2 separate regions of the Triticum aestivum genome follow, and region 2 is linked to region 1. A link is a contact called in public Hi-C data. All regions are on one chromosome and are shown on one strand. The core of a region is the stretch at or near the end of the contact, and the rest is flanking DNA. Distances in the headings are between cores, read along the strand shown. Region 1 has its middle 41 kb from the start of LOC123157091. Region 2 holds the start of LOC123160445 (protein DETOXIFICATION 27).

Region 1 (2,617 bases), core at 85-2,584:
TAGTCGGGATTATCGCTTCTTTCACTGACTATGCAGTCCTACTTGTCATCTTTATCTTCTACCTCCAAACGTTCTCCTTTTCTCCTTGCTGACAAGTGACGATGCGTCCGTCTCCATGACGAGTGACTGATGCAGACCCACCTCTCCGGCGGCAGCGCTGCCTAGTGAAATGGCACCATTATCGCGCTCACTTCTTCCTGTCCAGGCTCCCACGCCTGCTCCGCCTAATGTGCGTGCTCACCCCAACATCTGCAGATGGACGACTCCATGGGTCTGGCTCATGTCGTCACGGAGGGCCCGCCGAAGGCGAGAAGTGGTTCATCGCCAGCGTTATGCTCCCCCGGCCAACGCTGTTCAACGACCTGAATGTGCTGGGCTTATACAAGATGTCTGGTTTAATAACTTCGGCGAGAGATGCAAGTGCAAAAAAGCTAACCTAAGCAAGCAAGCAGGTGGATTGATTCCTAAGCTAGCCACGGGATTTATTTGTAAAGTTGTGGACAAGTTGCATGGGCGTAAATATTACAGTAGCCATTAAGCATTAGCCATCACAGCAGGCAGGCGGCCACCAGCGACGCGATGGAGCGGATGGACAGTCGGACACCAGCGACCCAATGTCCTCGAGTGCGGGGTTGACGGCGTTGACGCGCCCGGCTACCATGGAGATAGGGAGGTGCTGGAAGAGGACCGGCGCTGATTGCAGCAGAGCAAGAGAGAGGGGCTAGGGAAGAAGATGAATATGACATGTGGGGGCATGGATGTCAGTGAGAGTAGATCGCAATCCCCGCTGGGATGGACCTTATCCCGATACGCCAACCATCACCAGGGGCGAGATTGACCAGGATCAATGAGTACAGGACATCAATTTCAGGGATTAAGAGGTTGAGATTCAATTCCGACAAGTCGTATGAATTCAAGGTTTAAATCAAACTTCACCCCGTTAAAATCAAATCGAATCGAATGCCAGGATATTCAGCTTTCAGCGCGCGTGATTGATCGAAGGTTGAGACATCAGCGGATTGCGTCCCGATTGCCCGGGTTGAGCCAGCCGGTCTAGCTAGCACTCTAGCCCTAGCCCTTTGTTTAGGCGTTCATCAAGTGTCATAGTAAGTAGTTGATTAATGATTACCTAAAGGTTTTGTACCCATCTGCTCAGCTGGAAAGCTACAGCTCATTTGGACAGGGGATCGGAGCCCCCAATTACATTTCGCTTCCTCTTACCTCCATGCAAGTTGCAACAACGATCGGGCCATAACTCCAGGAAATGCTTGCATGTGCGCACGTAAGCGGTGATGCAACGATGCAAATGGAAAGGGATTTCACGTAACCCGATGCCGACGGCGACACCGATGGGTTCCGAGAACCGAGATACACCGACGGCGACGGCTCGACGGAGTAGGTACGTTCGTGCACCCGGTACCTAACAAGGCAAAATTGACAAATTTAACCTATGAACGAAATTAAATCATAGAATGAACTGTCCGCGAAACTATTTCACGCGGCTGACCTTTTTGTGCGACGCCCGACACAAAGGCGCCACACTACATTGTGCAACGCCTCGCGGATAGGCGCTACACGTCTGGCCAGCGTCGCACCCGTGTGATCCGAAAATTACTAAGTTAGTGTGCAGCGCCTGAGAGCTAGGCGCCACACTATACAGTGTAGCGCCTAGCTTCTAGGCGTTGCACTAGTGGTTGCTTCATTTTGTAGTGCAGCGCCTAGCTCTTAGGCTCCGCACAATGACTTAGCAATTTTTAGGCAGTCTGGGATGCAATGTTGGCCAGGCGTGTAGCGTCTATCTGTGAGGCATTGCACAGTATAGTGTGACGCCTTCGTGTCGGGCGTCACACAAAAAGATCAACCGCGTGAAATAGTTTCTTTGACAGTTTATTCTGTGATTTAATTTTGTCCACAGGTCAAATTTGTTAAATTTGCCCCCAACAAGCACACGGTTCCAAAATGCAAGGGACAACGGGTGTCTGTTCTGTCTTGGTCGATCACGTACGGTGTTGCGTATTGTTCGATCGAGCGGTCGCCTCACGGCAGACGTGCATGGGTTGTGGAAGGACGTGTGGGCACATCACAGGCGTACGTCCGTACTCTCGTGATTGGGTAGGCATCGGGATTTTTTAGCACCCAAGTACTCCCTCAGTCCGTAATTATTCATCGCGTTATTTAGAACTAAAATACATCTAGATATATCCATTCATCTGACAATATTTTTGGACAGAAGAAGTACAATTTTCGCAATCATTTTACAGTCCACCATCCTGCTCATCGACGGCTTGCAGCAAACGCCCGCAAACATGCGAATCACGGTGTCTTGACATTTTTTTTTATCATCCAACATGATGTATATCTCCAACGTCTGCACGTTCGGACCAGTCCGCATGTCCCCACAAACCGGAAGCAACATGAGAAAAATTTGCGAAATCCAGACATCCGCCTAGCTAATTAAAAGCCATCACGTACCCCTTTCCTCTTCGTCCGAATGACAGAAGACTATTGCGCTGATATTAGCCTTTGGTGGAAGGTGATTAGCATGACGATCTGGCGGAGGCGTTTGGCGGAAGGATGGTGCTAGCATGTTTGAAATTTGGCGGAAGCCACTAATCAC
Region 2 (2,617 bases), core at 36-2,535, 76 kb before region 1:
TAAACCGAAGTAAAAGATAAATTTATATTTCTTGAGATGAACAACCGTACAAGTTGTCATTTTTCTTGTACATGAGTCAAATTCACTACTAAGCACCTACATTTTTCTTGTAACATTGTCATTTTTCTCTTTTTAAAATGCTAAGCACATCCATAACCATCAACAGATGAATCAATGCATGCATATATACTTATATATATAGTCATATACTATTTGTGTAAAATAGAATGTGTTTTGAGTCATAAATTTGCAAATTATTATTACGTCATTTTCAAATTCGCGTCAACTTTGGTTTTTATGGTATATACCGAAACCATACCGAAATAATTTGGTATATACCGAAACCGAACCGTAATTTAATTTCATACTGTATTTACCGAAGTATTAATACCGTACATACCGAAAAACCGTATAAACCGAATCATGTAAACCGAATAAACCGAACGCACAGGGCTAACGTTGACCAACCTGCGCTAGTTTACGCGCAGCTCAGGGGGTGGGCTGGTTCAAATTAGCTGGCGAGCGAAGCAAGCAAGGTGGCAATCGAATCAAATGCCGTGGGATTCTTAACCAGCCGATCGATCCTGTTCGTTTTCCGCCTTGTCGTTTGTGGAAGGAGTCTGTGGTTATGCTTCTGAGGTCGATCTGACCCGCTGTCTCCATCTCCCGGCGTGCGCAGGGGACGGGCGAATCCATGGGTACGATACGAGCTCCTCCAAATTGAAGGCAAGAAGGCGGAGCAAGCATGAATGAATGAATGAAGGTTTCCTGGGTTGGGTGTGCTTGGTTGCTTACCAGGAATCCGAAGTTGAAGCCGGCGATGACGGTGGAGGCGATGGAGAAGGCGGCGAGCTCGAGGTCGCCGATGTGGCCGATGAAGGCCTGCGAGACGACGTTGATCCCGTACAGCGCCACCCGCTGGAAGATGGCCGGCCCCACGATCCGCCACAGCCGCTTCGACTCGTCCCACCACTCCCGCGCCACCCGCGCGCCCCGGCCGCGGCCCCCCTTCGCCTCCGCCTCCTCCCCGCCGCGCGCCTGCAGCAGCGGCGCCGACGCCTCCTCCTCCCCATCCCCTCTCATGGCGCTCAAGCTCTCGCGGCGAGCTCCCCCGGGTTCTTTCTGGTGGTCTTTTCCTTGTGTGTTTGCGATCGGGTGGTGAGTATATACCGGAGGCCCCGCGCGCCCGCGCGTGCTTAATTAGCTCATTTATGTGGAGCTGCTGCTGGCATGGCCTTGGCTAGCCATATCGGCCTGCCTGGCATACGGTAGCGTGCACCGGTGCACGTACGGGGGCCGGGGTATGCAATACCGACGAAACTATTGGACGGTCAGTTGATAAAAAGTACAGTATAATCAGCTCATTTATGTGGACGGCCAGTATACTGCACGGTCCATAGCGCGCGAGCCGAGCTATCCACACGCACCAACCATCCACACCCACACACACCCATCCGGCCGGGAGATCGAGTGGAGAAGCTCAGAAACCCCACCCAGTTTTCAAACTCTTGTGCCGAAGTGACAAGGCCGTCCCTTCACTTGTCTTTTTGAAAAGAAGCGCCAGCTGACAGGCCTGTCAGCTCGGCCGGCGTGGCGCGCGCGCACGCACGTATGTCCCCGATCGTCGAATGCGAAAGGAACCGCGGAAGAGCTTCGCCGGCGGGATCGGACGAGATCTAGTACGTCGCTGTTGCGCGTCCATCCAACGGGGAGCAGGTGCGTGCCTGCGTGCGTGCGTGCGCAGGAACGTCCTCTACTCGCCTTGTCGGATATGTGGAGCTCTGACCGCGCGCACTCGCGTGATTGATCGAAAGTTGATTGTTTTTGATGATTGCCCATATAGCGCGGGAATCGAGGCTAGCTCAGATGCTTAGGCACGCACGATCCCATTTGATCCGATTGAGGCTAAATGGACACAAATCACGGACCAACGTGCGCACGCAAGTTTAGTGTCCGCCGTAGACCCATTTCCGACTCAAATTTGGGCCGTGTTTGCGCTCTCTTTGTCCCTCACTGGACCGTCCGTCGGTGAGAAAGTTGTGAGAACCTATCTTAGTAGGATTGATAGAGTACCCATATCAATAAGGAATTCCCTTCTTTTCCGGAAGCCCATTCAAAAAGAACTTCAAAATTAAGTGTGCTTGGCTTGGGATAATTCTAGGATGGGTGACCGACAGGGTAGCGGCTCTCCGGTGTGAGCATAGCATATGTGGTGATCTTCCGCCGGACCATGGCGATGCTGGAGAGCGTGGGGAGAGCGGAGGAGAGGAGGCGGATGGGCTCGGGTTGCGGCGCAGAGAGGGAGGGAGTGGATGGGCTAAGGTTGGGGATATGCCGGCTGGCTTAAATAGTCGGATTGGGCCTCGAGCCGCGAGCTAGAGCGGCGCCACGCGGCGTTTACATCGTGGTGGATGTGCCCGGGCGTCCCATATCCGCACCATATTTGGGCTGGATATGAGGGTGGCCGGTCAGTCTGGGCATTTGAGCGTCCGTCTGGGTCATATTTTTGTGACCTGTCAGTGGCCGGGCGGGCCGTCCGGACATTTGACGCTAGTTTGGGGCGCCTGTCTGTACATGCTGTTATTTCACCTTCAAGAAGCGGCCGCCGCGTTGACTT

What was found. A called contact is a pair of places that touch in the nucleus more often than the background predicts.
Region 2: a Hi-C map of leaf shows a contact between it and region 1, with 3 times the contacts expected there. The contact joins the promoter of LOC123160445 here to the enhancer-like site in region 1. A contact is called at or near these places in 1 of 5 Hi-C or Micro-C datasets (leaf) and 1 of 1 datasets of contacts at active chromatin or transcription factors (leaf).

What each region holds. Positions count from the first base shown.
Region 1 is chr7B:31,268,353-31,270,969 of IWGSC CS RefSeq v2.1, reverse strand. No RefSeq gene overlaps it. Among protein-coding and RNA genes, the nearest start is that of LOC123157091, 41 kb to the right of the region's middle. Within about 2 kb of position 1,334, at least 4 of the 8 cell types and tissues checked have an H3K27ac peak or open chromatin away from gene starts, as enhancers often do. A contact at or near this core is called in leaf, where this site is marked.
Region 2 is chr7B:31,344,116-31,346,732 of IWGSC CS RefSeq v2.1, reverse strand. It overlaps LOC123160445 (protein DETOXIFICATION 27), which reads right to left and starts at 1,285. Exons shown (of 7, transcript XM_044578259.1): 1 at 796-1,285. The coding sequence starts at 1,083.